Regions from separate parts of the Mus musculus genome. Here all the other regions are linked to region 3. A link is a contact called in public HiChIP or PLAC-seq data. All regions are on one chromosome and are shown on one strand. The core of a region is the stretch at or near the end of the contact, and the rest is flanking DNA. Distances in the headings are between cores, read along the strand shown.

Region 1 (2,700 bases), core at 94-2,593, 370 kb after region 3:
GGATAGAGCTGGACTCATGGCTCTGCAGGAAGAGCTGGGGGATGGAGCTGGACTTATGGTTCAGCAGGGAGAGCTGGGGGATGGAGCTGGACTTATGGTTCAGCAGGGAGAGCTGGGGGATGGAGCTGGACTCATGGCTCAGCAGGGAGAGCTGGGGGATGGAGCTGGACTCATGGCTCTGCAGGAAGAGCTGGGGGATGGAGCTGGACTCACAGCTCAGCAGGCAAAGGCTGAGCTCAATCTCCCCCAAACAAGCTGAAAAGCTTAAAAGCTCTCTTCTGTTGCCAGCAATGGGCTCATCAATTAGCAAATCCAACCAGGAATGGTAAAGTTAATAGAACAGTGAACCTTGGAGGCCATGCTAAGATAACCGGTGCCATTAGCCTTTTCCTGAAGTTTAGTGGGAGGAAGACTTAGTGGTGAAGTCACATTAGCATCATATACTTAAAGATCGCAGAATAATTTCTCTCTTCCCTACCCCCTCACTTCTGGATGCACACCCACTTATATTCTCTCTCTCTCTCTCTCTCTCTCTCTCTCTCTCTCTCTCTCTCTCTCTCTCTCTCTCTCCCCTCTCCTTCTTACCTTTGGATCTGTAGGGAATTCAACTTTACGGCCACCCTAAAACAAAACAAAACAAAAAACAGCATAGTAAAAAACTCAGTTTCCACTGAGAGTGTTCAGTATTATCACAGTAGTTACAGTAGGTGAAGCACACAGTGTGATTGGTTACTTTATGGTTTGTTTTAATTTATATAAGATGATGCCAAAATTATCAAACTGAAATGAGGACACAAGACCATCTACAGCAGAGACGTACTGGACATGCACAGCTACTGTGTGCTTCTGTTCTGTTCTGTTGTTTTTGTTTTTGTTTTTGTTTTTGTTTTTGTTTTTGTTTTTGTCTTTGTCTTTGTCTTTGTTTTGTTTGTTTGTTTGTTTGTTTGTTTGTTTGAGTGCAGAGAAGTCAGACCCAGGGCCTTGCAATGCTGGCCAAGCACTCCACCCCAGAGCTACAACCAGGCCCCTTGGTTTATTTTGCTCTGTATTGTTTTTTAACTAGGAAATTTTCTTATACAATTTTAATTTGTATCCCAAGAGTCAGTGCTATGTGCTTCTTGTTCTTTTGAGACAGGGTCTCACACACCAGGAAGACCAGGCTAGCCTCAAACTTGGGATCATCCTGCCCCAACCTACTAAGACTTCTTCCTCTTATTTCTCTCGCTAAATAACCCTTAGGTTTGATAACATCTCACAGGAAGTGAGTTCTACCTTCTGCCCAGGCAATCCAGCATGGGCGGTCCTTCCCAGGCCATGGTCTTGGCCCACATTCCACTGCTCCCTCTGATTCCACTCCCAGCAGCCTCGCCCTTTGTATTTCCTGCCTGGCCCTGGGAGGCATCTGACTTAGCAACCCATAGCCTACAAAAGTGTTAAAGTTCACACAGCAGGAAATAATAAGAACTATTAGATAACAGTGAAAACCTCTCAAAAGATGGCATCATTACACTTTTGTATTAAAAGAGTGGGGTTGTTGTTGTTGTTTTTAAGTAAAAAACAAAACAAAACTAGAATTAGAGAGGAGAGTGTTGCCTAAAAATACTGAACAGGCAGAAGTCAGTGGTTGATAAACTGAGAGATTTCCCTCGATGTGTTTTTGTGAGCTTAAAAGCTGCAGCCAAAATCCTCAAATGGCCCAAATAAACTGAAACCATAAATAGGCTAGCTCAACCAGCAAGCTAGCCCTTATACAACCAAGGGAGTGCCTGCCTAAAATATAGTCTTTGAGGGCTGGAGAAATGGCTCAGTGGTTAAGAGCACTGGTTGCTCTTCCAGAGGTCCTGAGTTCAATTCTATTAACTACATTGGTGGCTCATAACCATCTGTAATGGGATCCAATGCCCTCTTTTGGTGTGCATGAAAACAGAGCACTTGCATACATAAAATACATAAAAAATCTTTAAGAAAAAAATAATCTTTGGGGGGAGGTGCTCAATAAGCCTCAGTTTTAAAACCATCCATCACATTGATTTTTAAGCTTGAAATAACTCTGTCATACATTACCAAAACTAATAAAACTGGGAACTTTGAAAGTGGATTTAATTTAAAAAAAAAAAAAAAAAGGGCCTCAAGTCACCTGCATTGATCTGCAGATAACCAAATCAGGCGTGTCTAACTTTCTAATCTGTCTCCTCGGGCTGCCTCTGAAGATACTGCAGTGTGGACTTTCACAAGCAAGTTCATAGCAGAAGCTTCACCCTGGTGTTCAGTGAGCACCTAGCATCAAGTGGCCCACATCAGAGCCTAGTGTGGTAGACTCATCCCACCTAAACCTTCATCCCAACAGAGCAGCCAGGGACCAGGGACGGGGGTAGGGGTGGGGCAAGGAACTGGAAGCACAGGCTCCAGGTAAGGAGGATGAGTGTGGTGGTTTGTATACGCTTGGCACAGAGAGTGGCACTATCAGAAGGTGTGGCCCTGTTGGAGTAGGTGTGTCACTGTGGAAGTCTGCTTTAAGACCCTCACCCTAGCTGCCTGGAAGCCAGTATTCTGCTAGCAGCCTCCAGATGAAGATGTAGAGCTCTCAGCTCTGTCTGCACCATGCCTGTCTGCCTTGCTTGGATGCTGCCATGCTCCTGCCTTGATGATACTGGACTGTATGTCTGAACCTGTAAGCCAGCCCCAATGAAATGTCTTTAT
Region 2 (2,838 bases), core at 236-2,735, 510 kb after region 3:
AAGTCCTGGGTAAGGTTCTTGGCACTGTAATTTTGAATCCCAATAATAATGACTGTGTTATTTGCTCATGTTAAAAAAAAATCAATATTTAGTGAACATTTTGTTACAGCCCTCAGAGCTAACTCCCTCTGCAAGCTCACCAGCTTCAGGTAGGACACAAGTTTGCAATGGATTTTACTGCCTTATTCTAGCAGGCAGAAATGTTTTCCTGGTTTGTACACTACTCATTAACCACACTTATCAACAATCTTTTTTACTTCGTTCTTAAGATTAAAATCAGTCTCTTGGAACTTACTATTTTTATGATGAATGCCCTTCCTTTATTTTCATTCCCACAGTTGCAAACACAATATTTTGTAACAGAGGTTGGCTGTTCATGCACAACTGCACCTTTAAGAAACACTGGGCAGGAGATTGCTGAAGAGGCAATTTGTACACCAGAATTTTCATTCTTAGCGCTCAGGCGGTGGAGCGCTGTTAGCAACAGATCAGTTGCAGCTCTAGCACAGGAAAGCCAACATACGGGGGTGCGCAATCACCCCGTAACCCCAAGTCCTTTTTCATTGTGTGTACAAAATGGAATAACACAGTGGGAAGAGCAGCAGGCTGGCGATAAGGAGGGCTGGAATCTGGCCCTTACCAGTCTCCCTTGGCTTCTCACCTTGCAAGGAGCCACCTCCCTGCTTCAGTTTCCAGATATATAAAATAGAGATTACATCAACAAAGCCGCCAAGCCCCGACTTGTCAAAGGTGCTGATTAGAGAGGCTGAAGATGGAATCTTGCAAACCTGGGCCTGAGTCCTCTTCTGATAGGGCTCCCACGTGCCCTTCAGCAAGCTGACTGTGCTTTCCGCACTCGACATCCCATCGTACATTATCTTGGTCAAGTCCTTAGAATCCCCACAGATCTCTGTTTCCCACCTGTTGTTCGGCTTGTAGTATAAGAACAAGGCTTGTAGGGCCTTGCACAGGCCAGACATGTGCTCTCTAAGTGAGCTACACCCATAGCTTTTGTATATTGGCTTTAAGCCATCCATCCAATGTAGCATTTATATACTTTTTTAAAGGGAGGCCTTTATTTTACATATATGAACATTTTGCTTACATATATGTTATGTGCACTGTGTGCATACAGTGCCTGTGGAGGCCAGAAGAAGGCATTAGCTCTCCTGGAACTGGAATTACAGATGGTTGTTAGCCACCTGTGGGTGTTGGGAATTGGACCCAAGTTCTCTGGAAGTGTACACATAACCACTAAGGATCCAGCCTACTCTTTAAATTCTATATGTGTGATGGCGAAGAGATAACAGCACAGAATCAATAGAAAAGCAATAGTGGGTTCTTTTCTCTCTTAGAAAGTCAGAAAGAAAAGCACACGCTGAATGCTAATTTATATAATCACAACCTGCAAGCTGAGATTCCTTGTAATCCCACTGCAAACACAGCTACAGTGTCTGACCTAGTGACTCACACCAGGCTCTCCTATACACAAAACTACCGTAGTGCTGACCAAAAGGTTTTCCCTGGGTGAAGAAACGTTGACAGGAAGTAGTGAGGTGAGTCATTGGATTTCTTCAGTCATTTTGAAATGCCTCTACCGACTCTGGCTGGCAGTAACCTGGGCGCTTTCGATTGAATATGAATCGATGGTCTCTTCTACCATGCACAATAAATTGTTCCTCTAGGGGAAATTCTTCCCAGGGAAGATTTCACGATAAGTTGAAGTACCGTTCCTAAGTGTAAAAGCCAGTAAAAGCATGCTTCATCTAGTCTTCAGTTACTCGCTTGGCCGGTCTTTTGGAGGTGTGTACGATGTGAAGCCAGGCATGAGGGTTAGCTGGCAGCCTTCTTAAAGCTGTTTGTGTTCTGGGTCTCACAGGAGTTGTGTTAGATGGATGCCAAAGGTCTGAAAAAATATGGTTGACTTTGCTTAGAGCAAACCAACAAGAGTTCATAGATGTAACACTGAACTGGTAATAACTGAGAAGTGGAAGAAGAAAAAGGAAAAAATACAAGGTCGAGACAGGTGTGGGTCAGTGGGAGAGCACGGGAGAGCACCTGCTTCCAATGTTCAAAGCCCTACGTTCAGTCCCCAGCACCATCATACCAACAAGGTGGCTTAGGGGAAAAGGTCACCCAGCAGAAGTCACTGAAATTCAATTATATTGAACTATAGCAGTTCTAATGGATACACACACACCCTGTATCTTTTGTTATCAGTGCTTGAAGTAGCTTTGGAATTCACTGGGTGTTCAGTTTGTTGGATTGTTCAAATGCCTGCCATGTCTGGGGCCTGAAAACCTTCAAAAGTGAGCAAGGCAAGCGTCTAGCCTCTATCATGACTTCACAGCTCCCCGAAGGAAGAAACCTGAAAAAGAAGTGTGTGTCATACTCAGACTCAGTGCTTCCTGGCAAGCTAAGCTAAGCCCAGATCACACACTTCAGGGAGACATCGGTATCGCAAAGGTCTCCCTGACAGATGCAGCAGCTCAAATTCCCACATGAGGACAGCAAAGGGTTAGGACTGGACTCCCTGGAATCCGGCGGGGTGTGGGTGACTATTATACTTAATCTCGGCTAATCCTTCGTTAGAAATGTTTCTAATGCAGAGATCACTGCCCGGTGACCCACCCACTGCTCTCAGGGTGGCAGACTTGGCAGTAGCCTTCCACTGACCCCGAACCATCTCAGAAAGGCACAATGTGCCCACTGTGGAACAGTGTTCCCTGATGCCACCCTCTCCTTTATCAGAGATGAGAGGGATAAGACTCAGGCTTACTGAACAAACACTGGACTGGATCAGGTGCATTAGAAATGCCCAACCCTCACAGCCTTTGG
Region 3 (2,700 bases), core at 121-2,620:
TTATATCACCAGAAGGGACTTGTCATTTATAATCTGACGTCACCGCCTGACTTCTTGTAATTGCGTTTGTAATTGACCTTACATTACATTTGATACTCTAAGGGCTCTGCTCTTTTTCTTTTCTCCTTTATAAATGACTCCACATAAAAATGTTTGCCAGGCATGGCGGCAAGAGACTGGATCATTGGGATGCAGTTAGTCAGATTGTGGAGGTGGAGCCTCCAGAGGGGGAAGAGCATCCTTATTAGACTTTTGACCAACCAGGTACTTTGTCTTTGGACTTTCAGCCAATGGCTTATTTTCTTTTATTGATGGTTATATTCCATGACCTACCAATCACTCCAGGTTTTGGGAAAACAAATCTTTTAAATTAAGGCTAGAGAGCAAGTATTGAGTAGAGAGTGCTTGCCAGTGACTTTGGCCTGAAACTGATAGGCACATTTTTGTGTACACACACAGACACACACCACACACACATACACACACACAAACACCCCACATATCACACACCACACATGCACAACATGCATGCAATGCATCGCACACACATACATACATATCATACACACATGACATACACACACGACATACACACACAACACACACACACCTACATACCATACACACATGACATACAGACACACCACACACACACCATACACCACACATCACATACATATACCACACACACACCCCACACACACCTCACATACCACACACACACACACATACATCACATACACACACACTCACCCCCTCATATTACATACACATACCACACCCACTCATACCCCCACACAGACATCATACCACAAACCACACAGACACACATACAGATACACACATCCCACACACACCACATACACAGATACACACACCACACACATATACACATACCATACATGCATACATACACACCACACACCACAACACATGCACACACACACACACACACACACACACACACACACACATACCATGCCACATACCATACAGACACACACAGAGATACATATCCCATACACCATACACATACACACACACACAGACACACACACACCATACACATACATGCACACACACATACCACACACACACACACACACCCACACACCCACACCCACCCCAGCAAAGGGTATTCTTTGTTGTGTATTTATTGCTGTTGGAACTTTCCTTACTCTGCTTTTCTAGAAAACCCAGTGGCTGGACTGAGGAGCAGTCATGAGACGGAAGCCACGGCAGATGGAAGCTGGACATTGCTTTGATCAGATGCTCAAGTGACAGGGGACGAGAGCTACCACCTCCAACTTTCCACAAGCTCTTGCTTGCAGTGCCCATGTCAGGGCTGAGATGCTTGCTTAAGGTCAGTCAGCTATGACTCCCTGCCCTCCACCCCGCATCCCAAGCCCATGCTGTACACAGTCCTCTGGCCACTTGAATATATGACTCATTTTAATATTTTGTTTTGCAAATGCAGCCTGACCTTTTAGCACAGTTAAAACTTTGAAAACAAACCTATGCTTGAAGGAGAGAGGAAATAAGGCTGTATAATCCTGACTTGGCCTTACCTGCCTGCCACAGCAGGGCCTTACCCGACTGCCGCCTCCGGCATCCAACGCAATCTGCCTTACTCTTTGGGCTTCTTGGTGAGTGTCTCCAGGAGACCATGGCATTCCTTCCTGGAGGAGAGATTCCTGAGGCCCAGAGGTATCTGGCTCCAGTTCACTTAAGCGAACAAGGCTCTAACGTTAGGCTTTGCCGTCTCTGAGACTACAAGATTTCTGGATGTCTCATTTACTTTCTATTAATAGACATGGGTCGTTATGGTTTATGTATACACTTATGTGTCAGAATTCAACCATTCATAGCCATATCATGACTAGTGGTTTAAACTCCAACCTCAGAGCAATAAATCCCATAAAAATTCCGACTGTTTCTGAAGTTTGCAGTTAACATGAAGCAGAGCAAAGCACATAGCTAGCTAAGAAACAGCACTTTCTTTCTAGGGAATGAAGCAAGCTCTAGACTACATTTGATGAGCTCCCGTGGGATACACATGAAGGCCAAGAAGATGGACTACAGTTCTGGGCCTGGCACAGTGGCAGGAACGGTGCACAAGCTCACTCTGCTGATGCTCATGACAGGCTGGGCAGAATAAACTTAAAGAGGGTCTGCCAATAACACGTGCTGGATGCAGGGTTCCAGGCTGAGTCTGACTGGTGTAGGGGCCTCTGCAGGAGGTTACAGCTCAGAAGACCACTCTGAACTCTTTGGGGAGTCAGTATCTCATTGCCTTAGTCAGAAGTGTTCCAGTTACTGGGCTAGAAAAGGCTGAAGGCCGGGGCGTGGTGGTGCGTGCCTTTAATCCCAGCACTTGGGAGGCAGAAACAGGCGGATTTCTGAGTTCGAGGCCAGCCTGGTCTACAGAGTGAGTTCCAGGACAGCCAGTGCTACACAGAGAAACCCTGTCTCAAAAAAAAAAAAAAAAAAAAAAGAAAGAAAGAAAGAAAGAAAGAAAGAAAGAAAGAAAGAAAGAGAGAGAGAAAGAAAAGACTGAAGGAAAACAGGCTGAAGGACAGGGCTGTGACTTCGGCTGCCAGCTTCTGACCAGCCTCCTCTGGATCTGCATGGTACCTTCCTTCTCATAGCAGACACATGACTGCCAGGTCCCCTGCTATCTTACTATCACACACACGGGGA

What was found. HiChIP or PLAC-seq counts read pairs in DNA pulled down with a chosen protein or histone mark.
Region 1: an HNF4G HiChIP or PLAC-seq map of pancreatic cancer cells shows a contact between it and region 3. The contact joins two enhancer-like sites. A contact is called at or near these places in 3 of 39 promoter capture datasets (embryonic stem cells, maxillary cranial neural crest and pre-B cells) and 1 of 115 datasets of contacts at active chromatin or transcription factors (pancreatic cancer cells).
Region 2: a contact with region 3 is called in a FOXA1 HiChIP or PLAC-seq map of pancreatic cancer cells. The contact joins two enhancer-like sites. A contact is called at or near these places in 1 of 39 promoter capture datasets (liver), 1 of 484 Hi-C or Micro-C datasets (CD4 T cells) and 1 of 115 datasets of contacts at active chromatin or transcription factors (pancreatic cancer cells).

What each region holds. Positions count from the first base shown.
Region 1 is chr10:43,976,213-43,978,912 of GRCm38.p6, forward strand. Crybg1 (crystallin beta-gamma domain containing 1) reads right to left here. Exons shown (of 22, transcript NM_001368305.1): 10 at 586-621. All of the region lies in intron 3 of Gm40636 (a long non-coding RNA gene), which reads left to right. Among named protein-coding and RNA genes, the nearest start is that of Gm40636, 9.3 kb to the left of the region's middle. Within about 2 kb of position 1,344, at least 53 of the 459 cell types and tissues checked have an H3K27ac peak or open chromatin away from gene starts, as enhancers often do. A contact at or near this core is called in pancreatic cancer cells, where this site is marked.
Region 2 is chr10:44,110,661-44,113,498 of GRCm38.p6, forward strand. All of the region lies in intron 1 of Crybg1 (crystallin beta-gamma domain containing 1), which reads right to left. Among named protein-coding and RNA genes, the nearest start is that of Crybg1, 37 kb to the right of the region's middle. Within about 2 kb of position 1,486, at least 47 of the 459 cell types and tissues checked have an H3K27ac peak or open chromatin away from gene starts, as enhancers often do. A contact at or near this core is called in pancreatic cancer cells, where this site is marked.
Region 3 is chr10:43,603,156-43,605,855 of GRCm38.p6, forward strand. F930017D23Rik (RIKEN cDNA F930017D23 gene) reads left to right here. Exons shown (of 3, transcript NR_033558.1): 2 at 1,192-1,363. Among named protein-coding and RNA genes, the nearest start is that of F930017D23Rik, 11 kb to the left of the region's middle. Within about 2 kb of position 1,371, at least 27 of the 459 cell types and tissues checked have an H3K27ac peak or open chromatin away from gene starts, as enhancers often do. A contact at or near this core is called in pancreatic cancer cells, where this site is marked.